3 separate regions of the Gossypium hirsutum genome follow, and regions 1 and 3 are each linked to region 2. The links are chromatin contacts, called in public Hi-C maps. All regions are on one chromosome and are shown on one strand. The core of a region is the stretch at or near the end of the contact, and the rest is flanking DNA. Distances in the headings are between cores, read along the strand shown. Region 1 holds the start of LOC107955312 (peroxisome biogenesis protein 16). Region 2 holds the start of LOC107952909 (spastin). Region 3 holds the start of LOC107955326 (peroxisomal membrane protein 11C).

Evidence for each region. Hi-C and Micro-C count contacts between places; a contact is called where the count stands out from the background.
Region 1: a Hi-C map of leaf shows a contact between it and region 2, with 1.9 times the contacts expected there. The contact joins the promoter of LOC107955312 here to the promoter of LOC107952909 in region 2. A contact is called at or near these places in 2 of 34 Hi-C or Micro-C datasets (both in leaf).
Region 3: a contact with region 2 is called in a Hi-C map of leaf, with 2.4 times the contacts expected there. The contact joins the promoter of LOC107955326 here to the promoter of LOC107952909 in region 2. A contact is called at or near these places in 3 of 34 Hi-C or Micro-C datasets (all in leaf).

The regions. Positions count from the first base shown.
Region 1 is chrA07:34,377,146-34,380,850 of Gossypium_hirsutum_v2.1, forward strand. It overlaps LOC107955312 (peroxisome biogenesis protein 16), which reads right to left and starts at 1,754. Exons shown (of 8, transcript XM_016891048.2): 1 at 1,126-1,754; 2 at 381-438; 3 at 1-42. The coding sequence starts at 1,194.
Region 2 is chrA07:34,975,816-34,979,557 of Gossypium_hirsutum_v2.1, forward strand. It overlaps LOC107952909 (spastin), which reads right to left and starts at 2,253. Exons shown (of 14, transcript XM_016888114.2): 1 at 2,009-2,253; 2 at 1,616-1,919; 3 at 1,428-1,519; 4 at 1,309-1,328; 5 at 929-1,157; 6 at 724-819; 7 at 516-631; 8 at 298-378. The coding sequence starts at 1,917.
Region 3 is chrA07:34,089,859-34,093,649 of Gossypium_hirsutum_v2.1, forward strand. LOC107955326 (peroxisomal membrane protein 11C) reads right to left here and starts at 1,291. Exons shown (of 8, transcript XM_016891069.2): 1 at 885-1,291.

The DNA.
Region 1 (3,705 bases), core at 504-3,003, 600 kb before region 2:
TATGCTCATTGACGGCAGTGACTATGCCCAAAATTGCAGTTACTGCATAAATTTACCAAATAGTTCAATAAAAAAAAAAAGAACTCAGTCTATGAAAAGATGACACAACTTAAGTTGGGAAATATCTTGATCTTCTTCACACTGACATTACAAACCAGGGGACTTAAGAAGGGGAGAGGGAGCGGGGGCACTACATTTAGCTAGAACCTAAAAGGAAGTAATTAAACACCCCATTTAAAACGTTAACTCATTTCTTTCTCAACAGCAACCAATTAGATGATTACTTTGAATCAAGTGGGGGTTGGGGGTGGGGAAATCTTATCAGTTTCTACTTTCTAAGCTATAAAGAAACAGCCAATGTTACCAAAGTTTCACAAAACCTGCTTCTGGCCCTATCTCTGAAGTGGAGAACCGTTCGGGAAGAAGCCACGTCAATCCCTGCACAACCATTTTCAATAACAGCATAAGATAGCAACACTCAAATTTCACAACACAGTGAAAAATCATTCACAAAATGTTGCCCACATTCCCAAGCATGCACACAAATAATCCAAATAACCAAACTATAGATCATAGTCCATAGATACAAAAAGAAAACATAAGTCGGGAATTGGGGTATATATTATCCACAGTAAAGAATAAAAAAGAATCTAGTCGGAGCAGCTAACTGGAAACTCTAAAATTTCACTCTTCCGGATATAATAACTTTCCATTTTTGTTCTTCAACTGAATGTGTTTTCAGATCCAACATCTGAAAAACAAACACATGTAAAAGGCAATTTTTTTTTCTTTCATTTCATTTTAAATTGCAAATGGATTTCCTTCACTTTTAAGGAAAGATGGAAGAGGCAGTAGACAGAAATTATATCAGCATAAGTGAAACCCAGAAAGTCACCCACTCTAAATCAATCAAACAAGAAATAAGCTTTGGAGAAAAACAGTTTAAAGCACTTATATTTGGATGTATGAGCATATATGATAAATTCAATGCACCTTAACATTATATATATAAGTCATTTACCAAGAACCATATAAAAGCTATTAAAATTAACCTTCCGAAGCAAGGAAAAAAAAAGTTGACATTATGTAATTATAGAAAGGGGGGGAAAGAAGATAAAAGCTTACATTGGCAAGAGACTCCAAAGAGTGTACGTAGTCTTTGTTCCTCCTAACCCATGTCTTATAAGCCTCCATTGATTCGCACAAACTTTATCAGTTAATAAAAAAAAATCCAATTCAAAAGTTTCGAAACCCTAGCTCGCGGAACCACTCTCAAGCCAATTCATGCTCAATCTTATCAAAATTTTGGAAATTAGGAAGAAACCCAGATTCGCAAATACCCAATCAATAAACCTTTTTTTTTTTCAATTCAACCGTTGACTCAATTCCGCAGAGGAAAATGGAAGAATGTTGAGGATAAGTTGGAGATGGGGAAAGTGCGAGGGCTACGAGGTGTGCCTCTTTGTTACTAAAATTGGGTGCTGAGCCTCGAGAGTTAATGATTGGATTTTGTTGGATCACTGAATTCGGTTTCGAAATGATGTGGGAGACCACGAGCTTTAGCGGTAGACCATTGAGGTAATGAAAAAACAGAGGATCATAAAAAGGAGAAACTCAGAAAAGACAGAAAGAGGGAGATGACAGGATATCGGTTTTGTGTGCACCCGAACGAGTTATTGACTTTCACAAAGTCATGAATCTCGTTAATGTCCAAAATATATACACATTAAAGAGAACATTGCCATCATCGTAATACCATTAATTAGGCGATTGCCCATCTTATTTATATCTATTATTTTCTTTATCACAATATTATTTAAGATATTATAAATTTTGATATAATACGAAAATATTTGGTAGTACATAATTTTAAAAAAATTGTCAATTTTTAAAATATTTAATATTTTAATATATCTTATAAAATATTTATTAACCCATTAACCTCACTTGTAAAATCTAATAATTTCAATGGCAGATTATAATACATTTATAATAATTCTATGCTTTGTTATTTTATATGGTATATTTTATCATATAATTGTGAATAAAATAATAGTGAATTACACCACTAGTCATTAAGCTATATGTAAATTTTTGTTTTGGCTACTTAACTAAAAAAAATTATAATTTGATCATTAAACTATTAAAATTTTTTTTATTTAAGTCATTGTACCGTTAAAATCGATGCAATATGACTTTTTCTATTTGCATTGCTTGCATCAATCAAAAGTTCTCTTCTCCCTCCACTTTTATAGTCCAATTTTATTTTCATGAAACGGTATTAGACATCGTAAATTTGATAATTAAAATTCAAATAGCTTTTTTTTACAATCTTCGACATTGACCTTCAAATCGACTTGGATTTAAAAATTATTTTTCTCCTCGCCGATGACTATTGATCCATTGTACCAATCGTCAAATCGTTCTAGAATTCACTGACGAAATTAAAAAAAAATGTAATAATCCAGTGACTTAAATAAAAAATTTTAAATAGCTCGACAACTTAAATAAAAACTTTTAAATAATTTAATGACTAAATTATAAATTATAATTTTTATTGTTTATTTATTTATTTGCTAAGCATAAATCAAAGACTTTTATTGATGGAGTCAGATTAACAAAATGCTCACATAGTTGGTAGAAAACAACACAAAATAACAGCAAAGAGAACCTTTACAAAACCCATAACAACAATCACCAAAACTAAAGCAGAAAATAAAAAATATACTAAATCCAAGCTTTAAACATCACAGCACTGTCGATTCTTGTAGAACCATGCGCCATCGCTGCTGTTAATAGACCCACACGAGCTGCCTTCCCTTCCCAATGGCCCAAGCCAGGTGATATAATAATCGAAACTGGAACCTTGGAACATCAAGGTGACCCCAAATATGTTCCAACATGATAACATAACAAAGATGCGTACTACCACCACGCATTAAACAACATAGACCTATCGACCCCATCTTTGGCAATAGAGTCAGCCATTGAGTTACGATCCCTGTTTACATGTTGAAAGTAAACACACCCAATTTTCGAAACAAAGCAATCAATCTCATCAAATTAACCCCAAAGTTTCCAGGGCCGATCATCTTTCTTCTTACACCAAGAAACCGCAAAAGCTGAGTCGGACTCAATGATCAAGCCCTTACCTCTTAATCGGGACGACTGAATAAAGAGGGAAAGTGCCATTTTAATAGTAATAAGGTCAGCAACAATTGGCGTTGCAGAGCCAATGGGATCCGAGAACATAGCCAAGACATCACCGAGATCATTTCTGAGCACCCCCACAACCCGCCTGGCCAGGACAACCTTCAACGTTACACTTCAAAAAACCTGCGGTAGGTAGTGACCAACACATTCCATCAGCAGTAAATTTTCCTTTCTGAATACTGTCACAAGCAAAAGGTGAATCCACCAAACTGTTTCAACAAAAGATAAGATCATCTTTGATAGCTTTAATCCAGAAAAGCGGCCTGACTTCAGTGAGAAAGATTACTGCATCAATGGAACAAAATTTCTTCTCAAAGATTGCAGCATTGCGGGCAAGCCAAATGGACCAAAGAGCTGCAGCACACGCCACCCACCAAAGCCTTCTCGAGTGACCATCAAACCGGAAATTGAAACTCAGAATAATGAATGCCTTTAACGAAGGGAAAGCAACCCAAGAAAGGTTCCACCAATTGAAAAAAAAAGACACCAGAA
Region 2 (3,742 bases), core at 1,003-3,502:
AAAGCTCAGCTTGAGCTGGAGATTATGGATGTTTATTACCAGAAAAATGCTCAAAAACAATAAAAAAAATATTCAAGACACCAGCAATAAATCAAACCTAGTAGAATTAAAATGCTAATCACTTAATCTTAAACCAAGTTTCTCTTAGCATTGCCCAGTTTTGAGAGGCAGTAACAGAAACACATGAAACAACAAATCGACAACAAGTGCAATCTTGAAGCAGTTCCAAAACAAGATAATAGCAAATAGTTTTATGGGATATATAAATCCAATGAGTGATGGGAGAGAATGACATACTTCATCCATGAAAATAACAGATGGCTGTTTGGATATAGCAACCATGAAGAGAGTCCGAACAAGCTTTTCACCCTCTCCTACCTGGTTTGTTATAAAAGATCATAACCAAGAGCATCACATGGATGAGGAAAGAAATTTTAAGAACATATCTAACACCATTTAAATACTTCCTTTTTTTAAAGCAAGAACAGGAAATAATAGCAGGGACAGAGACAGACCCATTTAGATGTTAGAGAGGATGCAGAAACATTGAAGAATGTTGCCTGTGATTCAGATGCAACTGCTTTGGCAAGCATGGTCTTCCCATTACCAGGTGGACCAAAAAGAAGCAGACCTAGAAACCAAAATGCAGCAGTAATGTTCATTAAAACAATTCCTCAAGCATGGAAAACTTATCTTCATGAATATGGTCTAGTAAGATTCAACCTCTAGCTGGCCTTCTAAGTCCAGTGAACAAGTCCCGCCTTCTAGTTGGCAGAATAACCATTTCCATTAGTGCTTGCTTAGCCTTTTCTAGGCCAGCTGCAAACAACTAGGAGAAGTAAGTTCATAACTTCAATGCAAGAAAGAAAGAAAAAGGTAAGCATTAGAAAGCAAAACCACCAAGGGAAAAACATATGCAGTATCTTACCAACATCATCCCATTTAACAGCAGGGCTTCTATCAACTATTGCTGTATTGATCATTTCAACCAACTTCGACTCATAACCATTACCAGATTCTTGAGAAAATTTCGAACTCCCAACTTTATCAACCTGATTTCTCACCACCGGGTTACGAGGAGACTTTTGTAACACATCTCTCCTAGAATTTGATGCTCTTGGTGAAACTGCAGCAGTTTGTGCATGAGTTAAGGTGTTCTGCAAATATGTATAACATTATATAATAAAAGAATGGGAACACTGTAAGACAATAATCAATCTCAGTAACTAACAACCGCATAACGCAGTTGCCATCTAATAAACATGGTTAAGTTTACATTTAACTAACATAAGACTGAGAAAGCCATACCTTGTTCGCGGATGTGCTACCTAAAGAAGATAGAAAAATAATAATAAACGAAATGAGTATGTATTTTAATTATTGTAAAATCACTTAACATGATAAATATTCAGAACACTACTAATAACCTGATCGGCGACTTAAAACCTGTAGTCTCTCAGATACTTGACCTTGCCATTTCGATATCTTTTGCCTATACGATTTCACCTTTTCTTGTTCACTATCACAAAATATGAGGAGTCAAATTTATAATCCATCAACACCAAATGATCAGGCAATTAGCAAAAGCAAAATGCAAAGATAATTGTTGAAATACCTAGAGCCGATATATGAAGGTGTGGCAGTGGAGCTAGCCTCGATCAGAATTCGCTGTGCATTTTTATAGTGAATCAGGGCGTCGTCTACTAAACCCCATTCTTCCGCTCGAACTGCTTTGTCGATCTCTCCTTTGGCCAAATCGAAGTATCCTTTGAGCTTATACGCGGTGCGTTCGTTTCCAGCTATTCCCTCCATGTTCTGACACGTGGAAGAACTAGGGTTTTGCGTTGATTCATATGGCGTGCTATCGGTTGAGATGATTGAGCTTAGAGAGTCGATTATGTCTTTGATGAAACTCATATCTACAAAAACAGAAAGAAAAAGAAGAAATAGATCAATCCTCGAAGAAAGCAATCAAGATATTTTAAAGATGAAGAGCAATTTGGCTAACCATTTATGATAAAATGGGGGAATTTCCCGAGTAAAAAAGTTCATCGCTTAGATCAAATTTTAGGGGAAAAAAAAAGGAAGCAATCGTTTTCAAAAGAAAAGGAAATTTCCGAAATTAGTTGGCGAGAACGAGAGAGGGGGAAAACAGAAAAGAGAAACCAGTTGCGTTCTTCTGATGGTTCTCCCTCCGGAAACTTTCAATTCCGTCGGATAGATAGCCTGCAGTGAGAGAAAGAAGATGGGCATTTTACACTTTGAGCCCAACAGGCGACGTCGTTTCACTGTTGATCTTAAAGATGGGTCTTAAAAACCCAATCCAATTTGTACACTTCTCGGCTCACTTTAAATAAAATGACGGACCTTAAAGATGCAGACGGTCTGTCTAGACTTGACCGGGCTTAAGGCAGCCTTTAACTCTGACACACTTCAACGTTTAAATGGGCTAAAAATTTATTATAATTTCATTAAAACTAATAGAAAGCATTTCCATACTGGAGGTCACGTAATTATTTTTTACAACTCTAAAAGGGACAACACCAATTTTTCTTTTTTGTGCCACATATTAATGAGGAAAAAAAACTTATAAAATAGATTTTTATATAGACCTAAAGTCTCACTTCCTTTTTTTCTTTAAGCAATATAGGATATGAGATATATGTATATATAAAATTATGAATAGGTTTGCAGTTTATTCCTAGACAATGTAGGATTGCTTCCTCTTTTAACTAATAACATAAAATTAAAGGTTACACTATATTTTATAATTTTTTTACTTATAAAGTTTAAAAATTTTATTGATGTAACAAATATTTTCCTTCTATGTTTTAGTTTCCTTTTAGAAAACTTTTACATGTTGATAGTTGTATTTATATTTTGCATAATTTATTATTATGATTTATTGTGAATAAAGTTTATTTAAAGTGATGTGTTGAAAATCATTACAATTTTATTCATAATGTCAATTCATAATATTATTTTTTATTCGTTTAGAGTATTACAAATTTTTATATATTCTATACATTAATAATTCATTTATATAGATATGAACACATGCATTAATATTGTATTCACATCATTTTATTGTTTAATAATTTGATATAGAAATTTAGTTTTAACATTAAATTTATTTTATTAAAATACGTTATATAAATATAATTAATATAGTGTTATATACAAAACTTTAATCTAATATTTTGGGGACCGTTGAGTCATATTTTGTTTAAAGATATGTGTATATAGTACTATATACTATGTGATCCTTTTGGTAGTTGCAATATCTTGGAAAAAGAGTTAATAGTATTAGTGACTTGTTTCTTTCACTCTTATTAGTGTGCGTTTTAATATTATAACACTTTCATGTTGATGTATGGATTTAGATTTGTAATGTAATCACATGCATATGATAATAATCGCATGAATGTTATATTGACGTTTCAAGATCGTTTTAATTTGATACAAATTGGTGAGTCATTTCATTTAGATTTTCAAGTATAACTTGATTGTAGATGTATGTATGTATTTATGTATGTATGTATGTATGTATGTTCTGCACACAAAAAATTAAAATGAGGTGATACTCCCTCCTATGCTGATCAAAAAGTGTCTGGAACTTACAGATACAAAGAATCGATTGAGTATTAGTAAGTTTCCCTCCCCCCAACTTTTGTGTGTATATATATTCGTCATTTTGAGTTATATATATATATTCTTTTAAATTTGTAAAATATTGCTGTTG
Region 3 (3,791 bases), core at 41-2,540, 890 kb before region 2:
CATTATCAGCCAGTTTAAGCAAGCCACTAATAACGAAGAGGAGCTTTTACTTTCAATGAAAGACAAAAGTACACGTCAAAAACTCGAACCCATCATTCTTTTGTGTGTGTGTAAACCTCATCATTACCAAGTATGTTGTTGCTTAAACAATCAAGGTCTAAGCAAATGGCTTAATCATCCTATAAACAATTCGCAATCCCTAAATAGAATGCAGGCTCTAACAGCTTAAAGCCATGAACTCAAAACAGAATATCCAAAAGCAAATTACCATTTGGTTTGATATCATTCAGTGAACACCATCAAATATAAAGCACTACAAAGCATCAATTTCTTCTAACAATTTGGCTGTGCTGTCTGATGTTTATTTGCTTGCAAAAGATGATATAAGGAAGCTTTTAGCTTTGAATCTTTAACAAATAATATGCAAACACACACAGACACATAATCAGCTGAGTCTAGTACCTAAGGTTTAGCTTAGTTTTAGAATTCTCTCATAAAATACTCACAAAAACGACAACCCAATTGCCCACTTCCCTGTCAACCAAGCAGATCATATCACCAAGACCAAGGGGAAAGTAGAAAAAAAGAAAAGAAGAAGAAATTCACAAATGAATCCAAATCACCCATATTGAAAACCCCTGAAGAAACCAACAAATCAAACAAGATAACAATAACCATAGAAAATGGAAACAAACATTTCTTACAAGTAGTAACTAAAAGCATAAGAATAGTAGCAGAAGATAAAGGCATCTCAAAAACACACATGAATGAACCAAACAACAAGGTTTTGGTGAATTATAGTACAAGTACCAGACACAAGGAAAAGAGAGAATGGTAGCGAAGGAAGTGGCGGATTTTGGCCTCGAAATCCACGAACTTTTTACCTTTCCTTTAAAAGGGAAGGGAGGTCTCAGTCTCTCTCACTCTTGGTGTCCTTTTTTAGTGTTCTCTATCTCTATGATAGAGGCATGTTTGGTCCAATCTTTCCCAAACCAAACCCCCGCTTTCTTCATTCCAATGTTTTGAGTTATGAACCGTTGGATTATGATCCTTGAAGACCCCATTGAATTTACGGCAAACACTGGTAATCACGCAATTCAAGAAATACGGCCTTATCCACATTCTTAGATTGTTGACTTTGGAGTTTGTTCTAAGAGAAGGAAAGGGTCCAATCCCATTGCCAATTCCTCAGCTGCACAACTTGTTCCCTTTTTTTTCTTGTTCTTTTTATAACCATATTCCAATTCAAGTCCCAATCTAACAAAATTTCTTGATTCAACAATTTTTTTCCGAAGCATTATAATGAGGATTTCTTGAATATAAACCAAATTCTCTTCGATTGATTTTTGTTGAGTATTTATGTATCCTTTACGACGATGGAGCTACGCATTTATATAATATAATTATTATTCCTTGATGTAATTTTTAAGTAAGCTTTATGTTTGTCAACATGTATTTCACTCTAGATTTAATATATGGTTATACGGTCTCATGTGTAATTTCACAGCTGAGTGTAAATGTCCCTTTTATGAACGCTCAATATCATTCGTGCTCGATATACGAACCACATAAAGTCCAACTTAGATCCATTCCGATTATGGGTCAATAATAGTAAATATCATAACAATTTTTTATCCAAATGTCATTTAAACTTGATCTCAAATGGTTGAGGATTGCATTAAGTGTTGAGGTAACTTGTTCTTATAGCCTATTTGAAAATCAATATTTGAGGAAAACTAAGCTCAATTTCATAATAGATAAATTTTAAATTTTAAAAGTTAATTTAAAATTTAGAATTTTCAAAAATCAATATTCATAAAAAAAAAGACAAGCAAATTTTCTCTCTCTTAATTTATTTTAGTTCCAATGTGTTTCAAAGTATCATTTTAAGTTTATTGATGTTTGTAAATATTTATATATATATATATACTTATAATTTAATTTTTAGTTTTTCAATAAATTTTATATTATATATCCCTGCAATGCTATAAATATAAATATAAAATTTAAATTTAAATTTAAATTTATTAATTAATTTCAGTAACTTAATTTAATTATTGTAATTATAAAGGAAAATAAGAGTTAAATTTAAAATAACAAAATGTTGTAGTGGGGTAGTAACCTATGAATACAATGCTCCTCAATGGTTGCTATTATGAGCATTAGCTTGTAGTTTTGGAGTTCCCAAAACCCATCTAATTAGCTTCTTCTTTCATTACTAGAACAACTAAAATAGTTACTGCATTTTAATCTATTTTAATGTTACTGGTTTAAATATGTTAAACCTGTTTCTATTCTTTCAAATTTTAAAATTTAATTCCTATATTTTAATTAAAATTTAATAAGTCTATGTATTTTTTTTTTAAATCTTGGTCTCTCTTTAAATTTTGTTATTAAAATTAATAATGTCAAAAGTAAAATAAATTTTTTAACCCTCAATATTTAATTTTTTTCATATTAAAAAAAACATAAAAAATTAAAAACATAATTTTTAAAAAAAATTAAAAACTTATGAAAAATAAAAACTCTTTGAAATTAAAAAAAATACAAAATACAAATGATTATAAAAATATAAAGAAAAATTCTAAAATTCAGTCTTATCTAAATGGACCACACCGACTAGTCAAATCAAGAAACGATTGAGGTATCGATTCAATGCAAGTTACAAAAGCGGCTAACGCGAACTAGTACAGACTGGTTAAATTGAGCTAAAAATCGATTGAACCAATTTGAAATTGGTCAAACCAATTGGTTCCCAAAACAACCGGTTCAAAGTAAATAAATTATTAAAAATATTTGCAAAATTATAAAAATCGGTTCACTTGCTTGCTCAATTGGTTTTTTTACTCAATCTATATCAATTTATTACCTTTCACTAGACCATATCTCAATTGATTTTTTAGCCGATCGGCTCAGTCCGATTTAGATAGCATTAAATTTTAGAATTTTTTAATATTTAAAAAAGTAATTTTATTTTTATTTTCAAATTTTAAAGTGTTTTATTTTTTCATATATTTTTTTAAAATAATATTTTTTGCTAAAAAGACCTCTCCAGTCCTCTCAATTTTGATATTGAGCAAATTGGTCCATCTCAAAAAAATCAAAGCAATTTAATTCCTTTCAATTTCAAAAGTGAGCAACTAAAGACAATTAATCACGAAATTAATGTTTTTTTGTCAATTTTACATAAATTTGATTGATACAATAACAAATTTAGCCCTCGATAATTAATATTTTGTTAATTTGTTATTGATTCTAAAAAAACCAACAAATTTAGCCTCAATATTTACACACTTACAAGAATATTATGGGCTAAATTTGTTAAATCAAGACCAAATTGATAGAATGTATACATTATGAGAGCTAAACTTGTTTTTGTACTAATCAAATTTATGTAAAATTGATAAAAACATTAACTCCATGATTAATTGTCCTTAATTGCTCACTTTCTAATTTTTCAGGGATTGAATTGATCCATTTTTTTAAAAGGGACCAATTTGCTCAATATTGAAATTGAGAGGGACTGGAGAGGTCTTTTTAGCCAAATCTTTTAAAAAATATTTTTATTTTGCTTAAGATAAGAAAAATAATGTTTTTTATTATTATTTTTATATTTACATACTTTTAAATGGTATGGACCAAATTGACAAAAAAAACTATAAATGTTGAGGGCTAAAATAGTTTAAAAATTTTAAAAACCGGTTAAACTTAGAATTAGTACAAACTGGTTGAACTAGGCTAAAAAATTTAGTTGAACTGATTTTTATATATTCTAATATTTTTATTTTTAA